Regions from separate parts of the Mus musculus genome. Here region 2 is linked to region 1. Evidence: chromatin contacts called from public Hi-C data. All regions are on one chromosome and are shown on one strand. Each heading gives the region's core, a stretch centred on a gene start, on an enhancer-like site or on the middle of the called end of the contact. The rest is flanking DNA. Distances are from core to core; before and after follow the strand shown. Region 1 has its middle 200 kb from the start of Gm34499. Region 2 has its middle 19 kb from the start of Gm34499.

The links. Hi-C and Micro-C count contacts between places; a contact is called where the count stands out from the background.
Region 2: a Hi-C map of uterus shows a contact between it and region 1. The contact joins two enhancer-like sites. A contact is called at or near these places in 3 of 484 Hi-C or Micro-C datasets (liver, nephron progenitors and uterus) and 2 of 9 other capture datasets (embryonic tail and embryonic trunk).

Annotation. Positions count from the first base shown.
Region 1 is chr14:46,017,943-46,022,189 of GRCm38.p6, forward strand. No RefSeq gene overlaps it. Among named protein-coding and RNA genes, the nearest start is that of Gm34499, 200 kb to the right of the region's middle. Within about 2 kb of position 1,994, at least 21 of the 459 cell types and tissues checked have an H3K27ac peak or open chromatin away from gene starts, as enhancers often do. A contact at or near this core is called in uterus, where this site is marked.
Region 2 is chr14:46,238,276-46,242,522 of GRCm38.p6, forward strand. No RefSeq gene overlaps it. Among named protein-coding and RNA genes, the nearest start is that of Gm34499, 19 kb to the left of the region's middle. Within about 2 kb of position 1,941, at least 11 of the 459 cell types and tissues checked have an H3K27ac peak or open chromatin away from gene starts, as enhancers often do. A contact at or near this core is called in uterus, where this site is marked.

The DNA of each region.
Region 1 (4,247 bases), core at 744-3,243:
AGACTCTTTGCTTTGGTCTTTAATCTATGCAGAGCTGTTGAGCTTCCTCTTAAAACTGAGTAATGCCTGAGGGCTTTTGCTCTATGAACTGAAAAATAAGTGGACCATGGTCTTATCCCTCCCCTTCGCCCCTACCCCACTCCCTCCACATAAAGTGTTCTGCTGAGGTTTGGATTCTCAGAGAGGAGCAACAGGAGTACTACCCGAAACCCCGGAAAAGGCAAGTCCAGAGGTTAAATAAAAGTCCAGGCTTTGCCCTACAAGTGCCAGGGCCATGGAAGGAGAATTGAACTTCAGGACAGTGTGCCAGGTCGGGGTTCATACACAGAACCAGAGTTTTCTGTTGGGGCAAGAGGTATAGCTCCCAGTCGTCCACCTGAGCTGTAGCAAGCCTGAGACCCCTTCCACCTGCGAGCTTGAGTGGCCTTCCAGAACCTTAAGATGAATCGACTCATTTCAGGACTGGCCTGTTGATGAGGAAATTCTACCCACCCCAGAAGGTCTCCAGAGAATCCTCCCTGCTTCCTTGCTTTTCTATGTTCTCTGCATTGTTGACAGCGAGGCAGACACAAAATATATTTAGCCTGAAAGATAACACACAGTAACACCATAACAGTGCAGAGAGCGAGCGGGTGAGACCAGACAGGTGCAGTGCACGTCGAGCGAAACCAAAGCAGTAAGAAGCTCTTTGTTCTGGTATGGACTCCAGGAGGCAAACCTCTCCGTGGCCTCATTGAATCAGCCAACACCAACAGTGAACAGCTCGGGAGAACCCCAGGCTGCAGCTTCTTGGCCTGAGTCTGTACTCAGGCGTACCAGTTAGTCATAGAATAACTACTATACGGCCTTGAAGCTTTTACGCACCTGAAGAGGATTCACTTACCGCTTAGTGATGACTGAGAAGTAATTACCACTTGATTGTTAATAATTACCAATTGCAGGCCTATGTGATGACGGTGAACTAAAGGAAGCCTGCTTACAATTTCTTCTGGTCCTGTTGAGGGCTTCTTTCCAAACCACTATGGGAATAGAAACCATGGGGCCCATCCTTTTAGCTATTACCGAGGTTGAGAGAGGACCTATCTCCCTCTTTTTTTTAATCCTCGTTCTTGAAGTTGATGGCTCTGTTTTGAGAACCCCCAAATGGTCATTTTCCCTCCTGGTACTTGAAGATGGCTTTGACCCAACAGTTAACTATAGTGATTGTGCTGGCAAAGGTATTTGGCCTCCCATTCACCTAGCAGAGGGAGGGAAGGTGGGCCTGTATTACTCTCAGGGAGGTCAGGACCCCTGAGTTTTTCCATGTTAAACCTCAGGTTTTCCTCTTTTGTGTCTCTCCCCCTGCCTAGAGACTCAGCACGTCACTTTTCCTAGTGTACATTGTTTGTCTGAAAACACACCTGGAGAGCTGCCTGGTTTGGGAATGACTTAAATTACAAAAAAAGCACAGCTGTCTCTAACAGCTCTAGGAGTTCATGCAACGAGCCTACAATTTATTGAGCAGGATTAGATGCTTATTGCCTATGACACTTTAAATACCATTACATTGAAGTTTATACAAGAAAGTCCAAGTTTAAAACTGGGATCCTAGCAGTAACAGCTGGGCCATTTGTTTATGTGATGGGCAGGAAGGGGAGACTTCTGTAATCTTTGTGTTTGGCTTCAGGATTCTGCTTGGGTGGGGGCAGGCGAATGCAGCTCATTTCGGATTGTCAAGCTGCACTGAACACTGCCAGCTAATTCGTCCCTCATGCGAAGATCTCTGCCAAGCTTCCTCTTGTATCCTCTTGTTCCCTCACACCTGACAAAGCCATGCTTGAAATACTGTAGCCCACCTCAATGACAGCAAGGACTCTGTCGCTAGCGAGCTCACAGCTCTCTCCCCCAGGCGGCTCACATTCCGCATTTTGTTTCTAGCATGAAAGACTTTGTTTTAAATCATAATAGCAACCAGGCTGTAGTCACATTAGAGCGCACATGGAGAACTTGCACGAAGTCATGTGTTTTGGATTTGACATTCTGATTTATGGTTGTGTGCTCCAGTTACACAGCTGCGAGCTCATTTTCCGACAAAGATGTTTTCTATTTTTCTATTACTCTGCTTCACCCCGTCTTTATGTTAGGGAAAATGAAAGCCACCAGGTGAAGTCATAACAGAAGTACAAATGTTTTCGTGTTTGGGTTGGAGAGCGTAATAAATAGTGGATACCAGCATTCCAAACACAGCTTGTTATTTTTGAATAAAAGTATAAAGGGAGTTGCTTACTTAATGTAATCACAAGTTAAAGAGTAAAGAGATCCATGGGAATTTGTTTGTCCAACCCAGAATCATCCTACAAGCTTTCCATGCCCATCACCTGATACCAATTTCCCAGGGAGAAGATGGTAATACTCCATTTTAGATATGTAAGTGAACCCAGCTTCCTCTCCAGAATGCTTAATTCACTAAGCCCAAGAGGTTCAGCACTGGGGACTTGTAAAGGCAGCCTTTGCCAACCTGTAGAAATGAAGATGGTGAAGCAAAGATACCATCACACAGTGGCTGGAGGCAGACCTCAAACAATACCCCCAATTTCTTTGTCTGCCACCCAGTATGTTCCTAACATCTAAATGCACACTGAATGGCACTTTCCACGATCAACTCGATACTTCCCCAAAAGAACATTGTAAATGAGATTCCTATTAATGGTAAGAAAATCCATTCCACTGTTTGGAATATCCTCATTTCTAACCTGTTAGTTATTATTGTTGTTACATGTGGTGACAACTAAGCCCTACTTCTGGCTCTCCAGTACATATCACATGATAATCTACTTTGGTTTCATTCTTGAGGAATGTGACTAGCAAGAAATTAGAGCAGTCTTGTACAAGACAAGGTCTCTGGCTGAACCCGGGGCTCACTGACTGGCCAGGCTGGCTGGCCAGTGTTCTCTGTCATTGAACATGATATGGTGACAAAGTATAAGGAATCAATGACTAGTTTTTCTTTCCTTTTTCCTCTCCTCTTTCTTCCTTCCTCTCCCCCATGCTTCATATTCCTCCCCATTTCTTCTTTGTTTCAAGGTGAAAACCTGGGACATCTAGGAAAATTGACATCAAGACAGAGTGGAAGCCAGAGAGAAATTCCTTTGGCATGGACCAGACTATTGAATCAAGCTTCTGTTGATAAGTCTCACTTTAGTCAAGTCAACATTTTTTTTAATCCCATCTTGGGGTTATTCAGCATACAGCAGGCAGGGTAGAGAAGTAGAAAGGGAGACATTGCCCAGTGTGCCTATAATTCTTCAGACCATCCCTTAGGGACCCAAGTCTTTGTAGGATCTCCTTATTTCCCAATGAGGACATGGAGTGTCTGCCAGAGGCCATATAGGCACTCATACACCATATAAAAAGATGACAGTGGTACCATTGATTGTTGACTAGAGTTTGGAATAGAAAGACCATTTGGCAGATACTCTGAGAAGATGCTGAAAAATGTGTCTTTGACTGACAAGATAAACTAGGAGAAGGTAGTGCTGGCTAGTAATTTAAAATTCTCATTCTGACATTTTGTCAGGATACTTATGTAAAGAACTTTAGAATTTGTCTAGTTCTTTCCACTCAATATTTTTAAAAAAGCTTGATATTGAGTTTTTTTTCCTTTACTTATTTATGTGTGTGTACATGGGTATGCATGTGCACATGAAGACAGCTGAGGGAGTCTGTTATCTCTTTCTACCATGTTGGTGACAGTGGATATGAGCTGATGGGGCCATCCTTGTACCATTACTGATCATTATATACTGATCAGAGGGAGCTCAGCAAGGCACTAAATAGGCTTATGTCTAAGGCCCTTATATTTGCATGTCATATCCAATGATGTAGGGTAGAATTTTGATGTGTAACTTTCTATTTGTCTTCCCAAGGGCTTCCCAAAGTACATAAGCCTCAGGCTTCACTAACATAGATAACAGGTTGGGCTTCTACTGCTCCTGAACATAGAAGCAAGGGAGAAAAAAACCAAATCCATTTTAATGTGACCCTCCAATCATGGGGACCTTTCCAGAATGAGAGTTTAAATATCACTTCCTTCTTCCCATGGGCAGAGAACAGCAACACCTTCTACTCTTGAAAGAGACTAAGAAGTGACGTACTGGGCAGCCATTCCTGGTCAATAAACAGAGCGATGGGCTGTCCAAACAAACAGTCAGACTTTTGCAGCTCACCATCAGTCCTGGGAACTGGGGATGGAGCATGTGAACATGCTA
Region 2 (4,247 bases), core at 691-3,190, 220 kb after region 1:
TGACGTGGCCATGAAATAATTTTGTGGTGGGGGGGGCGGTCACCACACTATGAGGATCCGTATTAAAGGGTTGCACGCAGCATTAGGAAGGCAGAGAACCACTGTCCGAAGCTCTCCCCATCTAATGCACTTCTTGACGTCTACAGCATTTCAAGTGCAAGGCAGTCATCTTCAAGAGAAACTGTTTCCCTCCTCCAGATTCAAAGTGGAGAAGTGCAGAGTGGAGACAGTGTGTGTAGGCATAGCAGGGGGAGGCAGGGCCATCCTATGCTCTGTATCTGGCTCAGGGAAAGTCTCCCTAAACCTTTACTCTTTAGAGGGTCACTTTATATAGGCTCCATGACAAGCATCTCAAGCCACAAGAATACTTCCTCAATATCCATATTATTCAGAGTAATGAACACCACTGGTTGAAGACTCACTAAACTGAATCTCAAATAATTCTAACTTGGAAGCCTACAAAAGTCAGCTGACACACAGTAATCGTGGACAGTTTTGCAGATTTGGGGATGTGGCATTTTAATATATGCATACAGTGTATGATGATCAGATAAAGGATGCTCCCATATGTACCATCTCAGGCATACCATTTCTTTATGCAAATTCTCAACTGATTGCCATCAGCCATATTTTCCCCAATGTTATAGAACATTTGAGATTATTCCTATCCAATTACATCTCTGCACCTACTTTACTTCCTCTGAGGACAGTGTGTGTGTGTGTGTGTGTGTGTGTGTGTGTGTGTGTGTGTGTGTGTGTGTGCGCGTTCTCTCTCTCTCTCTCCCTCCCTCCCCACTCCTTGCCTCCTTCCCTTCCTCCCCCCCCCCTTTAGGGTCACACATATGTCCACAGTACACAGTACAGGGTGGAGAACCACAGTAGATGTTGAACCTCAACTTCTACATCATATAAGACAGAATCCATTTGCTGTTTCCCAGCCTCAAGGTTCTCCTGTGCCCACCCAGTTCCTTGCTATAGAAGCACTGGAATAACAGGTGAAGCTACTAATCTCAGCTTCTCCTTTGGGTCTGGGAGGTTTAAAATTAGGTCCTCTCACTATAACAAGGTCTTTACCCACAAAGCAATCTGCCCAGCCATGGTAGTTGACTTTAAAAAAAAAGTCATCATTTATTTTGTTGTTATCCTTCAGTATTGTCAATTTTACATGTTCTGTGACCCATTAGCAAGACTTTCAATATTTGTCCTACATACATTCTAGAACACTGTGTGTTCCTACTTCTAATAAATTAGCATCTAAATGATATACAAATTGGAAGGTAAGGCTGAAATTAAAAGTCCTGTCTCCCACACTCAGATTAAAAACATGAACTATTGGTAAAGGCAATTCTCTCTAGAATGCTAGACTGAGCAGCTAGGGAGATAGCTTAAGTGATGGCAAAGGCTCAGCTGCTTCCTGAATGTCCCCAGATTCAAGACGTAAGTTCACGTGAGATTAGGCACATTCAAGCTGGTATGGCCACAGCCACAAATACAAGTTCAAATAAGATGACCTTGTTAGATGTGAATTCAAAAAAAATTTTATTACATATTAGATACAATGTTAAACATTTATATGAGACTAAACCAGTGAATTAAATACTATAAACATTTAACTCGCCAATATCCATTATATACACTGCATATTAGCCTGCCAAAGGCTTCCTAGGGACTATGTAATGAGAAAATGGCCTCCCATCTTGTACTTGGATGACCCTACATCAGGTATTCTCAGCAAGTTTGGCTGCAGACAGGGAAGGTAAGAAGGTTTGCATGAATAGACAGCTGGATAGGGGCTGGCCCAGGAAAAATGATGATAACACAATTTTTTATTATTTCTTTTTCTTTTTCCCACAGCAAGGTCACAAGTGTGTCCTGTATTAAGAAAGATTGGGACACGCTGGTCTGAGGACAAGAACTAATTCACTCTAGCTCATTTTGTTCTATTCCCGGAACAGCAAGTGCTTACTGGAGATTATTCATCGACAAATCGGAAGTGCCGTAGGGCTGTTTACTGCTGCATCTTTCTGATCTGTTACATAACACAAGAGGATAAAATCTGGAAAACACAGAAGGTCGAACGGTCACATGATAACATCATGTGAGATACATACCGAACCCTTTGCATGAGTGTCTCATGCCTGTTGTTAAAAGGCCATTTTTTCCTAGCTCCCAGGTTTCCTTTGGTTGAAAAATTGCAATGTATAGTCAGAGTTTGAACAGTTGCCAACTAAAATTCTTGCATCAGGCTCCATGGCTGTCTGTTCCACCAAGACAAATAAGACCGGCCCCAACCCCTCACTTGAGTGCATTGTTCACGGTGCTGAGCCGTGATTTTCCATATCTGACTGTCTTTGTGTTCACCCCAGGAGGAAGGGTGAGCCTGGTTTATTGAGTTCTTATTTCTCACAAAGCGGTAACATCTGGAGGGCTGAGCAGTTTGTTGGCAGGTCCAATCTGAAGGAATTCGACCACGGTTCCGATTGGCTCTTATCAGTAGGTGTCACTAAAGACAGTTTCAGAGACAGAAAAATAAATAGGCCAATTAAGTGATGCCAAGAACAGACTATTTTACAGTCATTTCTACTCTTTTTATTGTTCTTCCAACTGTAGAAGTTTCAAGATTGTAATTATTCCCTGCTTTTCCCCCCTCCCTGCTGCAAATGAACATTTTTCCATTTTCCAAATGCCTCCAAGAGAGGGACATTTAATTAATGTATTTATTTTGTGGTGCTTGATGTAGTGGGTTAGCAAAATGGGAACAGATGAGGGCTATTAATTCTAACACTTTATTGCAGTGAAGCTACAGCCAGCTGCTCTTCTGCAAACAGACTGATGGAGGCTCTGCCAGCTCCTTTCTCTGCAGCATGAAGTGCTTCATATCCGTACAGAACAAGGACAGCCACTCATGCATCCCACCTTGGCCATGCCTTTGTGTCCTTGGAAGTTACAGAGATAGGAACTGTTGCGGGGAATATTAAAAGAGAGCAAGTTCCCTTAATATACCCAGCTACTCTCAGCCCTGGTGGTCTCCCGGCCTATTCTTATCTTGTGGAGACTCTCTGGCCTGAAAATTCTCCACCCGGCTCACTAAGTTCCCACTGGCAGGTCGCTATGATGCCAGCCCCATGCTTTAAAACCCCCATGCCTTTGTGGTGAACATCTGGCAAATCCACAATTTGCCACCATACCTTCCCTCTTGAACTGAGTCAGATGACAGTATGAAGGAAAATGCCACACAAACTTAGTTCAGAAAGAATGGTAACTCAATCGCTGGGCGCAACAACTAGAATCCTAATCATGTAAGCCACATTAAATCTAAATCCTCCAGTGGGAATCTTGGTGGATTCGCCATATAAGCCGGGAGACACTAGTAGCTACATCTTGCCCTTTCACTATCCCCATCCAAAAAGCTCCTAACTCTCTCCTACTTCCTCTCTTCCTCCATCCAACCTGGACGTCCTGCCTACTCGCCCCATAATTGGTCCCCTTTAGTCTTTTGGGGGAAGGTTCACAAGAAGTCACCTGAGTGACTCAGTCCTCTTCCTGACAACCCCTCCTGGGAAAGCAGAATTAACATCAAAATACAGAGGTCACCAGGGCCATCCACAATAAGGAACTCTAGTGAAAGGCCACATATTTCTGAGATCAGAAGAGGTAACACTCAGGCTACCATGCTCACTGGTGACTGGCACCTTCCTCCTGCATAGACACAAGTCTAAGAGGGAAATTCAAGTTCATTTCTAAATCCAACCAACTGCAAACAACTTCTGGGAGTTACCTGAGAAAAACAAGTCAGGAGGTGGTCAAATAGATGGATTTTATTTATGAAATGGACTTCGAATAATACCAGGCCTGGATCTCAGTGCCAGTATATTGCTGGCCTGGAGGGGTACCCAGATAATGTTGGCAAGATAAATTAAGCAGCCGTCAGTTGAAGTGTTTTGTTTAGCTATGAATCTTTTCCTGAAGGGTCTTTCTTACATGTATTCTGAAGCCCTCACTTGCTGTGTAGGGAAGAATAAATGTGCTACATTTAGGTGGGTGCTGCATTGTTTGTGTGGGTGCTGTTTGAAATGAATGCACTGGAGTGAGTGCTTTGCACGGTCCTCTGATTTCAGGAACATCTGTATGTAGATTCTAAGGTTTGGGGACAAACCTAAGTGCTTTTTAATCCAAGATACTTACAATTCCAAAGATAAAGATACGCAAACAGCCAATATCAAGAGAAGCAGTGGACTAGTGCATAC